Regions from separate parts of the Rattus norvegicus genome. Here region 2 is linked to region 1. The links are chromatin contacts, called in public Hi-C maps. All regions are on one chromosome and are shown on one strand. The core of a region is the stretch at or near the end of the contact, and the rest is flanking DNA. Distances in the headings are between cores, read along the strand shown. Region 1 has its middle 200 kb from the start of Onecut1. Region 2 overlaps Onecut1 (one cut homeobox 1).

What was found. A called contact is a pair of places that touch in the nucleus more often than the background predicts.
Region 2: a Hi-C map of liver shows a contact between it and region 1, with 6 times the contacts expected there. The contact joins two enhancer-like sites. A contact is called at or near these places in 5 of 12 Hi-C or Micro-C datasets (the A7r5 cell line, hepatocytes, kidney and 1 more).

Annotation. Positions count from the first base shown.
Region 1 is chr8:84,272,664-84,279,071 of GRCr8, reverse strand. No RefSeq gene overlaps it. Among named protein-coding and RNA genes, the nearest start is that of Onecut1, 200 kb to the left of the region's middle. Within about 2 kb of position 4,076, at least 2 of the 93 cell types and tissues checked have an H3K27ac peak or open chromatin away from gene starts, as enhancers often do. A contact at or near this core is called in hepatocytes and liver, where this site is marked.
Region 2 is chr8:84,480,993-84,487,400 of GRCr8, reverse strand. Onecut1 (one cut homeobox 1) reads right to left here. Exons shown (of 2, transcript NM_022671.3): 1 at 5,755-6,408. Among named protein-coding and RNA genes, the nearest start is that of Onecut1, 3.9 kb to the right of the region's middle. Within about 2 kb of position 2,595, at least 4 of the 93 cell types and tissues checked have an H3K27ac peak or open chromatin away from gene starts, as enhancers often do. A contact at or near this core is called in hepatocytes and liver, where this site is marked.

The sequences.
Region 1 (6,408 bases), core at 2,827-5,326:
CTTAATAGGTTCATAGACCTCATTATGAAAACTGCGATAACAGTTTCTCAAGTGTCCTAAAGCCCCTTGGATTGTTTCTAATCTTTGTTTCAAACAGGGTTGAAATGTACATGAATACTGAGTTAGTAAGTCTATGGACATCTGGAGGGGACTGGCCCTTTTCAGACCACTCCCGTTACTTACATATCAGGATTTCACTGTGTTTTTAAACAGTCCAATCTTACTTCAAGGGTATTTTTTTTGAGGGGGAATATTTATACTCTATTTTTAATCCTAAGATTTACAGACTTCTCTTTCCCTTAGGTCATACATTTGTCAGTAACCTGAAACTGTAGGTAAAAACCATCATAATCCAAAGCAGGTTCTGAGGAAAACTAGTCCTGGAAGGTATTTTTGTCCTGTGGTCTTTTCTCCATCTAGGTCTTTGGGGCCTCTGTTGAGAGTCGGTTATCTGGACATGCGTGGGTTTGTTTCTGGGCTCTCTGTGTTCTTTTGTTGATTTCAATGTTTGTGTCTGTGTCTGCGCCATGCTGTTTTGGTTTTCGCAGCTCTGTTGCATACTCTATGTCAGTCTCTGTGGCTTTGGTACTTTCTGTTCAAGACTGGTTAGGCCATTAGGATCTTTTATGCTTCCCTTTTTTTTTTCAGCCTGTAAAGAGTGTCATGTTCTCTCTTTTGCCTTTCTGTGGGATTGCACCAAATCTGTAAGTGGCATGGACATTTTGATGTTATTTTTAAACAACATTGGAGGTCTTCCTAGTTTTAGCATTTCTTCAGTTTTCTTCACCAGGAAGAAAAGGTCCACTTGGCTATTTTCCTAGGCTTTATGATTGTTTGATTGAAGCCATTGCATGTGGGGTTACTGTCGGGATTCTGTTCTCAGCAGGGTCATTATTAAGATAGAGAAATACTACTGACTGATTTTCATGTTTTAGAGATTTATTTATTTTTGAATCTCTCTCTCTCTGTCTCTCTCTCTCTCTCCCTCTCTCTCACTGTGTGTGTGTGTGTGTGTGTGTGTGTGTGTGTGTGTGTGTGTGTGTGTATGTGGTTATGTGGATGAGAGTGTAATGCTTTCACAGGCAAGAAGAGGGCATCAGATTCAGGAGGTAGAGTTACAGGCAGTTGTGAGACACCGGATGGTGCTGGGAACTGAGTCCTCTGAAAGAGCAGTACTGGTGAGTCGTATCTCCAGGGCAAAGTTGCTGAATTTTTGATGCCATCTTTCAACCCTGACACTTTACTAAATTTATTTCTTAGTTTTATTGTCTTTGGTGGAATCTCTAGATTTTTCTATCTACTAAATTATATTTAAAAATGGGAAAAGTTCACTTCTCTCCCTTTCTGTTGTGGATTTTTTCTTTCCCCCAAGTTTTCCGACCAGTTGTACCAGAATGACTCTTCCCATGGTTAGCTTCAGCTGTTAACCTGACACAGCCCAGAGTTATCTGAGAGAGTTCCAAATGATGAATTGTCTTAATTATGATTGATTGGCATAGAGGCATATCTTTGGGGGCATTTTCTTCACTGATAATTGATGCAGGAGGGCCCACTCCACTGTGGGTGGTACCATCCCTAGGCAGGTGCCTGGGTTGTACATTTAAGGTAGCCGAGCAAGGTAGAAGCAGCAAGCCAGTAAGTGGTATTCCCCCATGGCCTCTGCTTAGTGCCTGCTCACACTGCTCGCTGCTTGAGCTCCTGTCCCTGGGCCCCTCGATGATGGACTGTAGCCTCAAAGAGGTGGAACCCCTTTCCACCCCAAGTAGGCGTTCCTCAAGGTGCTTATCACAGCAACAGAAAGCAGACTAGGACCATGTTGGAGAGAAACATTAAAAATGGGACCGTTACATTTTCCCCAGTCTTGGAAAAGCTTTTGACATTCTCTCATTCACTCCAATGTGGATTATGTGCTGTTCATACGAACTTTTACTATGCTTAGCTACCATCGTTCTATATTTACTAAGGTTTTTGTTTTTAATCATAAAGAGCTGTTGAATTGTGAGTGTATTAAGAATGTTTCTATGGGCCACAAATTGGACTTCAATACCCTTTTCTCTGCTCTTCAGTTTTAGCACAGCAAACTAGCTGTTTTTCAACAAACTAGTGTGTCTTTCAAGGTGCAGTTTAGTGGGTTTTCCATTATCAATCAAAATTTTCAGAATCTTCTTCCTCAAACAATCTCATACAATCAGTGCTCTATATATACCCTGAACGCTTTCTCTCTTCTTCCCCTTGGGCTACCTATCGTTTGATGTTTGTTATTCTGGTCCTCTTCTCAGTCCAGGAGCACACTTAGTTCTCTCTCAGGCCCTTTCCTATCCCTCTCCCCAACCTACGTGTTGCTGCATATGGCCTTAGTGACAGATCAGTTCATTGACCGGAATGAACAATACAGGGGTTGCTTCACAATGCTTATGGATCTGCAAGGCCCCAGATAGGAGGCTCTATGATTGAAAAATCAGACGACCTTACCGGTAAAATGTTAAGGGACTGAGGAAGTGGATGGGCATGCAAACATTATTTAAATTATCTCATGGAGAAAATAAGCAGATCAACCCACCAAGCCAACTGGGAGCTTCTCATCCTTAGTTGGCCATAAAAATCACACCACGGTTAATTTCTGAAAATGTTTTCAGTGTTTACAGCTTAAAAAAAAACTTTTTCTCTCTTTCTCCTTCCCTCTCTTCTTTCAGATGATACTCACATTAAAAATCCATTCAGACTAGTCTTTCTTTTTATGAATTTTAAATTTTATTTTTATTAACATTATTTTTGAAAATTTCATATACTCTACAGCCTATCTTGGCCATATCTATCATCCACTCCTCTTTCTCCAGCTCCCTATATACCTTCCAATTCCTCCCAATTTAATGTCCTAATAAAAATATACCCACTAAGTCCAGTTACCCCTGCTCAAATGAACATGTGTGTGGGGTCAGCCGCTGGGTCCAGATGCCCTATCCAGGAGCTGAGCATGGGAGCTAATGACAGCCGAACAGCTACTGGGCGACGCATTGCCTCTGAGCTGCTCCTTCCCAGCTCTTGGGTCCTCCTTGGACGCAGAGAAATACAGCGAATTGGATATTAAACACAAGTAACGGAGAACAAAATGGAAAGCGCTAACTGGCCTCATCTCTCTGGGAGGAAATTTTATTTAATCTGTTTCCTGTGACTGAGTCAGTATTTCTCCTTCTCTCCCTAACCAACAGAGATTTACAAGCTCTACATGAGCTTCATTGCAAATGGAGCTCAGCCGTGCACTCCAAGGCTCTGCTTCCTGCTTTCCAGGCACAGGAGGGCATTTTCCAGCCAAGGATCACATGGAGAGACAGAGAGATGTCAATCACTCTGTAAACCCTCCACCCATGTCTCTTTCTTTCCTTCCACATTCTCAGCACACAAAAAACCCTCTTATTGTGCTGAGTACTCCCATTTGGAGGGACTCACGCACTTCTGTGGACCAACTGAAGGTGAAATCTTGCCAGTGTCCAAGGACCTGGCAAGTCCTTGGGCCCCAGAGTTCTGGATAAAAGGTGTTTGTGGTCAGAGAAGGATGTCCTACACCCAGTTTCACTATTCTTCTTTTGTCAGGTTTGCATCTATTTGGAAGAATGAAGCACTATTTTCTTCATAAAAATCTACCTAAACTCCTGGTGTATCAGGATATTCATATGAACTATATATGTTTAGGAACTCTTGGTGAAGTTTCTTTTAGTTAATACCTTAGGTTAGCATAGAGTAATGGATTTCGCCATGATATTTTCTTACATAGACTGTGTTCTCTTAGCAAGCATTCTTCTCACCCACTGTCCTTCCTGTGTTCCCTATCTCCCTGCTCTACCTGGTTTCTTCTCTTTCTGTGAAAAGTTCCCCATCTTGCTTTCCTAGCACATGGATTAATCATTGGACAAGTTCTAGGTAGTTAAACTGACCAGCTGATGTAAAAATCTCTAACCAAGTTGCTTCATATTTGTGGATATGGTCTTTTGAAGGTAGCTCACTTGTGTTTTATAATGATTAGATCCTGAAACAGGTAAGTGACAGGCTTGAGTTGCAACATTGAAGTCAGCATTGAAACTGGTCCATTAATTGACACCCTGCTCATTGCAACAGCTCAGAGCCGCAAGACTGACCACAGTCTGCCTAACTCAGCTGGACCAGATTCTGGAAGCTTCAGTGGTTGTTCCCTGAGCCTTAAGGGAAGTTCCAACCATTGAGTTCCACACTGGCTTTGTTTGTTGTACAATAATTACCAGCAAAGAAAATCCAGTCCACCTGTGTTCCTTTGCTGCACTCTGTTCAAGGTTACAACTTGCCCAAAGGCAAAAAACAGATCAACTAAACCAAACCAAATCAGACCTGATCAAACCAAAGTAAACCAAATCAGCACAACTGAACCAATTAAACTGAACCAAATCAAACCACTGCAGACCCTAGCAAAACAACCAACTCAGATCAGGTCAAACAAAACTTAAACTGGTGTAAGGACTCTGGGGAAGCACCAAGACTCGGTCTAGTGGTTAACCTCTTCTGGGCATGAGGGAATAGCATGTTGTGATACAGACCAACCCGAAGTCTAACATATTCTTCCAGCTTTGTGAATCTGCTGTATCCTTTACTTACTCTATCCATGACCCCCACACCCAGGACACTTTGCTGTTCCGAAGAAGGGCAGAACTCCATTGGTCTTATCAAGTTTTTGCTGCAGTCTGACAGCCTTTGACCAGTTATGTCCTGCTTTCTTTTTCCAGGTAGTGGTGTTGGGAAATGAAACACAACATGGAAGGAACAGCACCAGATCCTGAATGGGACACATGCTGCGTAACACTTGGTTTTGATTTAGTGGATTGGAAGCTGCCCAGAGCCCGTGCTCTTTGCTTAGCATATGTGGGGAACAGGTCAACACTGCTTAACTAACAAATTAATTCAAGTGCTTCCTCTCAAGTTTGGCATTTGGACTCTAATTCATGGAAAACATTGACGTTTGCTTTCTGGTGAAGAGGGTGGTACCTTAGACTTTGGGCCACTTTTGGATGATGTAGTCATGAGATGCCTGGAGCAGGCTCATCGTCATAAAGGTGCACAGGGAGCAAATGATGTCTAGTATTGATTTAACCTCGGTGAAGCGTGCCTAGCTCCAAACTTTACTCCTGGTAGAACATCTGGATGTACTGTTCAGTCATGTTTTCTCTTGTGGCCCAGCTCCCACATGCCTGCAGGTCAATAGGCTTGCCAGCCTGGACTCCTATTACACCCTTATGGTGGCCTGTGCCATTGGCCAGAACTCTCTCAGAAGAGCAGCTTACTATCAGCTGGTGGAGCTGTGCTGCCATAAAGGACTGCAATGTCTCCATTGGCACCACAGGACAGCAAGTTTGAATGGCCAGAGAAATAAAATAATTATTACTCCTGAAAGAGAAGTCAGAGAAGGAACTGAGCAATGCCAGGTGTCTTGTCCATTCAGCCACCTTACAACATTACTCTTCATGGTTCATGAATTTGAAGTGGTTTTTAAAATTTATTTTTATTGTATTTAACTGAAAGGTAATAATTATGTCCACTTATCTGATGCATGTGCTGTTTTGATCTACATATTCATCAAGAAACACTTGACTGGAATAATTATCATATCTATCACCTTCATAGCTTGACAGTTTTTGTGATAACAACATTATTATAAGAATAAATATATTCTTGGTCTGGAGATGGAGCTCAGTGGGACAGTTCTTGTTTAGTACACACAAGGCTTAGGATTCAATCTCTAGGCCATAAAATGAAAGTATTTAGTCTTTATCACAGTCTCATTAACTGTGGGCATTGTGCAGCACAATGGGCTATTAAAAATATTTTCTTCAGACCTAACTGCACAACATTGGTGAAAGAAAAGGAAGAAGACAATAAATTGAAATATGTTCTCTATTTATGGATTGAACAGATTAATAAAAGAGTGTACACACTACCAAAGTGAGCTACAAATTCAATACGATCCCTAGTATCTCAAAATTTCAATGATGAAATAGAAATTTACATGAAATGATAAAATGCCCAAATATTCAAAACAATTATGCTTCCAGATAGCAAAATATATTATAAACTTGTTGTAAACAAGATAATATGGTGTTGGTAAAAACCAGATACACTACTAACCAGCTGAACAGAAGAGAAACTTATAAATAAACTCAAACATGTATGGTTAGTTTGAGTTTTGACAAAGGGCTGGGGCACACAATGAGAACGGACAGCATCTTTAGCAGGTAGTGTTAAGGAAAGTGGACATCTACACACAGAAGAATGAAATTGGATCTTCATCTTATGCAATGAGAGGAACTGACTCAAAGTGGGTAAGAGATTTACTCATGACACAAACATAAGAGGGCAGGATGAAATGGGATCTGTTTTAGTTGCTCT
Region 2 (6,408 bases), core at 1,346-3,845, 210 kb before region 1:
TGGCTCTCTTCTAAGGGTGCACACTCGTCCTGTTCAAATGTCCACACACAGAGAATGATTGGCGATGCATATGGGCTGATGCATATATACTTTTGTATATATTAGAAACGGATGCTATAGCAAGCACAGCTTCATGAGATCCTCTTTCTGTAGCTTCCTCACATTGGGGGCCATTCCATTTTATCAAACTGTGGAAATCTTAGTATTTAAGTGGGCTCTGAAATGAAGCTGGTGATTTCACTTTCCAGCCACTGGGGTTGAGTTACAAAAATGAACGTGTGGCTAAATACTCCAGTGTATGCAGTTTACTGAGAACACTGGGCATTACCGCTTCAAGGGCATGGCCGACACTAACTATGGAAGCTGAGGAGTGAGATGCCTGGGGACCTCCTTCTAAATTACCCACAGCCATTAGAGTTGAATATTTCCTTTTCTTTACAAGAAAACCAAGAATGGATTTTACCGGTATATAAGAACTGTTGTTTGAGAGAACTTTGGGGACCAGCGTGTTTGATTAGCTGAATTTGCCACGGATGTGGGAGATGACGACATCAAACAGCTAGTGTAACAACCTCCTTAAAGACCTCGTAGATTAGAGATGACTATAGATTTTCCCCAGCACGGATCAAAGGGACTGAATTGAACGTTTTAGCTTAATGATCCAACTCCTGTCACACCCACCGGGACGCAAAGTCCGATTTTATATGCTGGTGTGCACGTGCCGTGCCACGTAGGAACAAACCAATCAACACCTGATCTTCGAGGACGGTTTTGATCTTTTCGACGACCCGACAGAGACAGTGTTTATTCCAGGAGGGGCCTCCGGCTCTCCTAAATTTCGGAATATTCGCTATTAGTGTTTCTTTGCTATAGCATGAGATTCTCTGGCGTCTTAGCTGCCTTTTGGGGACAGAGTACAGGATTAGGCTACGAGGCAGCGGGGCTCTGTCCAGGGTCCTGACTCTGGGCCAGGGTTCCAAGCCTGCAGGGTCTGACAGCCCTTTCACTCACCCCATGGGAGGGAAAAACAAAGGCTTCTAAGCTTAAGGCCTGAGGGGTGCCCTCTGACTCACTCAGACCAGTTTGCTGGGAAGCAAGCAAAACAAAGGAACTGTTAATCTGTGCAGACTATTTTGGTCCCAGCCTCCGAGTTCAGATCGCCAGGGTCACCTCTGCACTTATCGCCCCTTTCAGGTAAAATGTCAGCGTAACTCGTGCATGGAATTGAAATATTTACCTTTTCTAGGTAGGTTGGGATTAGGGGTTGGATAGGTTAGAATTCAGGCTGTAATTGGTAGGGAAGGAATCCCATCTCCCTCGATGGAGTTTTTCTTAGGCATCCTCTTCCTCCTCCACAGCCTCTTCCTATCAAAACACTGCTTAGAAAATTTTAGGACAAGGATGCTCTAAAAACAAAGCCTCAGCCAGCCCAACATCTATCTCCTGTTCCCTCGCTAGGCGGCCACTAGGGGTCGTGAGCAGCGTCCTCTGCTCATCCGGGAGCAAAGCCAGTTCTTCTCGCCTCTGTCTGGCTTGCACAGGCAGAAAGCTTCAAAGATAGTCACGTTATAGGTTTTGGATGGCTTCGCTGCTACGACACAGCGGTACTGTCCGTTATATCGTCTGTGTCAGTTGTAAGCAGCTGGGTCTGGAATGACCGCAGTACCCCAGCTCCTGGGCATATGGGGATAGCACTCAGAATTGGGGAAGACAGGATAGGCAGGCAGCTTCTGAACATGCCATGGGGTTTGTTTTTGGTGGGTGTTCTCTCACAGCCACCAGGTCTAAGCAGGCTTAGCTGGCTACAAAAACTACTATCGTTAATTATCACCACAGGCACACTCAAACTCCTGCACCTCCTCTCCTTATGGGTTCACCAACGAAAAATACACAAAGCCAACTATTAACCCACGGAGGGGAGAGATAGATTCTGTGAGGAAAGATGCCTTTCAGAGCCTTCTGGTGACTGTCCCAAGTCCTTTTGACTTCATATCTGGTGTGTGTGTGTGTGTGTGTGTGTGTGTGTGTGTGTGTGTTCCAACTATCCTAATTCACTCTACCATTCATCCCTGGAGGCTTTGGGACTCTCGGCTGCCTCCTGATAACGGGTTATCCCTTAGCCTCGCTGGGAGAAAGCCATTCTAGGCCTTGACCCCAGCCTCCAAGGCGGACACGGTCGGTCGCGCCCTACGGGCCCTTTGTTCAAGCTGCAGCGGGCTAGTAGCAGCTGCACCTCGGGAGAGCCACAGCTCAGGGAGCCAGGAAATCTGTGTGATGGCACCACCTTCTCCTCCCACTCTGTAACCCAGGAGCCTTTCCAGCCTTGGCATCTCTTGTGCCCAGTCCTGGCCTCTTTCTCCCTCTCCACCCAGAATTCTTCAGGAGTTGAACAAATGCTGTTCCTAAGACCCAGCCTAGCATTCCTGCCTGGCTGTCGCTGCAGGGGCAGCACGGGACACTTGAAATGTCACCGGTCGGGATAAATATTAACACAAAAGCAAATGGACGTATGCAGAGCCAGTTATCAATCAACCAGGCCACAAGGCCACTCACAGCAAACATGGCCCAGGTTGGGTTGGGCAAGACTTTCTCAGGGCCACTTCCAGGTAGGATGCCCCCCCCCATCCGCCCTCAGCTTAGATCTTCCTCTAGCACAGAGGAGTAAATACCCGACCACAAGGGGGCGAAGTCCGGGGTGCCGCAGGGCAGGCTGTCTTCCTGCAGGGCTCTGGAGGTCTCTTCACCTCCCACAGGGTCGGCTTGCTCAGCACACAGCCTTGCCTGGGCTGAGGACCCGAGCGGTCACCACCTCCTGGGTGCACAGTGCTACAGTCACATTCACTGGTGGGTGTCTCTTGCAGTCTCTTTCCTTGCTGCCAGCTACTGCCGAAGGGCCGAAGCCTTCTGGAATATTTAATTGGAGTCTAATCTCCTCCTGTCTTGATAGACGCCCACGTCAGAGGCGGGGCACCCAGCTTGGTTTCCCCACCCCACTCGGGACCAGAAACGGTGTGCGCCTGGTCACGCTGCGTTTTAATGAGCAGCAGCAAGCATTACGTTGAGGCAACATATATTGATTTTTAAAAGGTAGTTAATTTGGTGAGAATTTCCTCCAGTCTTTCACCAGCGCTTGTAATTTATACACCAGAAGGCGCCTCCCCAAACACACTGCCACGTGCAGAAAGATTTTTGACCCTCCAGAGAAGCTGCAGTGGAACTCGGAGCACAGAGAGGCAAATGGAGAACCTCTCTTCCACTAAAGAGTAAAGGATTTCAGCAGGCTCTTGTTAGGGGGTTGAGAAAAGACGCTGATTTGCTCTTTGGTGTAGCAGCCAGCAAAGCTGCAATGGCTGGTCCTGCGGAGCAGGCACTAAGTTCCTGCAGTTGCCACACCAAAGCATCAGGCGGGTCAGTCCTAAGCTCCATCACTGAGGCCTGCTAGTCAACCATTTCAAGGCTCAGAGACCGACTTCTCTTAAGAAAGAAAGAAATCAATGAGCAGGGTTGGGTTTTCTTTGGAGGCTCCAAAATAGGCTGTGACTTTTACGGGAGAACGGGATGGCTCTGAGCTTCTGGAGTTAGCATGCCCTCCTCCCCCTGCAGGCTCAGTCCCAATCCTTCTCACTCCTTTATGTTAAACAGACCAAAAAGGGAAAAAAGAAAAGAAAAAGAAAAGAAAGAGGCAGTGCTCTGCGGTGTCTCAGGACATCCTGTGTGCTCTGGTTTCATGTCCACTGCAGCCTCCCATTTTCCACACAGTCTAGGAAAGGGCCACATGCCTGGAGCCCAGAATAACAGAGCTAGCCATCTGGACGTAGGTGTGTAGATAGTAGCCCTATGATGACCTTCTCCGTCCCACGAGCACTTGCTCAGCACCCAATTCGTGCCTTTGTTGTGCAGGTTCTAGGACTTGGTCTTCATTCGCCCAAGCAGTCAACCCCCCCACCCCGCCCAAATCCCTGGCTCAGTTCTCTTATCTGGAGGCCAGTGGGCCTTGCACAGGATAGATAGATTAGGTTTCCAGTACTAGACAACCATCTTGCTACAGGACCTATCGTATCAGTGTGTCCTGCTACGATGTGAGGAGAGATGACTTCAAGAGGGTGCTGTGGATGGTTCTGAAGGTGCGGCCGAAGGGAGAGCAGCAAGGTCAGCTGCCCTCAGGGGTGATGAAGCCAACACTACAAAGAGTGCTACCTAATGGAACCTGGAGGCTAAAGGATGGCATTCAGTCAGTCTAGGTCCCCTGTCTGAACTGAGGCCACACCAGATTCCTGGGGTCACTTGAGAATTGTACAGCAAAGGACTTAGCTATGCCAGAAATTCTGGGCGGTCAGAGGCTGAGGCAGAGCGGCATCCTTGACGGAAGGCCTCTAGAGTCCAGATCCGGGGAAACGCTAGGGTAGCCTCGCAGGCTAGGATCTGAGGCTAGTTCGCACCTACCTCTCCCCAGCTTCTCATTGGCAGGCACCGGGTGGGGGGAGGGGGGCTCGGCCTCATGCTTTGATTTTAGTCTGTGAAACGGCTCAGTGCTCTCGGCTCAGAGCGGATTGACTGTCTTTCATTCTCTAGGGACGAATTAATGGAGAACGATCAGTTAATTAACAAACCCTCATTCCAGCGTTTACCTTTCTCTTCACCAAGATTCAGACCTAGGCGCAGGGCTCAGATGAGGCTGTGTGTGTGGCTTGGGCTGGGGGTTTTGGGGTGGGAGGACGTGGATACTGGAGTCAATCAAGGCGACAACCTCCGCCCAGGTCTTGTGAACAAAGTCCGCCCCTAGGCTGCCCTCTTCTCGCGTCTTCAAGGGTCGCCGGGTGTTCCTGGATCCCTGATGCAGTTCCAGCTGAGCACAGCTGTCCACTAGGTCTCTTAGCCCACACAGGAGCCGGGCCTGGTGCCTGCACTTGGCAGCTGAGACTTTCAGTGCTCAAAAAACATCATACAGCTTGCTAGGGATTTTGAACTGCGAGGCCGGCTTGCTGATTCGAAGGACATTTACACATTCCCACCCAGTAGCAGCGCAGAGACTTAGATGGGGGAAAAAATCACGACGATGAAAAAAGCTAGTTGTCAGCCTAGGCTCAACCGGGAGTTTCCTGGGGACCTGGTCACTGTCCGCCTCTGTCCCTTTCCTTTCTACAGCCCGTTATGCACTCAACGCATATATGATAACCCTTCCAAAGCAGCCCCGCCGCCGTGACACTCATCGCCTGCAGGTTTGGAATCTGTGTACACACACCCTATTGAAGTGCGGCTCCCCTTACGCACGGCGCCAATAAAACCGGCCAAGAGTGGGTCGCCGCAGCCAGCTCAGCCAAATATTGACTGGCAGCTTGAGCAGCTCCGGCCCCGCGCGCGGTATATGCCTTGAACAACGGTAGCTAGTTTCTAGGCATTCTTTGTCCCTTCCTAAACCCTCTTGTGCTCCGCTGAGAACCATATGCCCAGTGTTCCGCCAGGTTCTAAGAGTCTCTACCTGCGGCTCAAAACCTTGCAGCTCTGTCTGCGAGCAAAAATGCAACCCCGAAGTCGCGGAGGCCGCCTTGTTCGGTCTTCGAAGCCTCCCTTAGCCCAATGCGCTGAGCCCTTGGAGAAGGAGAAGGAGGAGGTTGGCTACCTGAGCTGGCTCTTCCAGGTCTAGAGACACCTCTCTTGAAGAAAGGGGAGGCGGAGCGGGACGAAGCGCGCCCAGCCTTTCTCATTCCCTCCCACCTTCGGTCCCTTATCTGGCCCACGCGCCCATCGGCTCACCTGCTAAGCGGAGCGCCGACATGCGCTGGAACTCCGGCTCCTGCAGCCACTTCCACATCCTCCGGAAAGTCTCCCGACCGGACTTGAGTTTGCTCCAGGGCTTGGGGTTTCGCAGCAGGTCCGAAAGGGTCCCCTGGGAACGGCAGAGCACCCTCTGCGCGAAGATGGCCTGTGGGATGCTGTAACGTTTGAGCTCGGTGGTGATACGCTGAGCCACCTCTTTGGTATTGATCTCTTCCATCTGCCCTGAATTACTTCCATTGCTGACCTGCGCGCCGGTCACCGAAGGGTTGGGCTCCCGGGCTGTGCCCAGGAGCTGTCCGTGGCCCTGGGCATTCAGGTGGGCATGGGGATGGTGTGGAGGAAGGCCGTTGATGGGTACCATGCCGGCCGAGGTGGGCGTGAGGTGCTGCTCCCCGTGGCGACCGAGCATGGCAGGGTGGTGGGCTTCAAAGCCATTTGGGGTGAGCATCTTGTCGGTGGGCATAGCCGCGCCGGGATGAGCATAGTGGGGAAGTCCTTGCTGGGAGTTGTGAATGCTGCCCAGACCCGAGCCAGAGAGGGGCGAGAGGCTCTGGCCCATGCCAGCCACGTCCTTGTGGTAGGGGGTATAGAGGTTATTCATGGAGGCCAGCCCGCGCTCATCCCGCATAA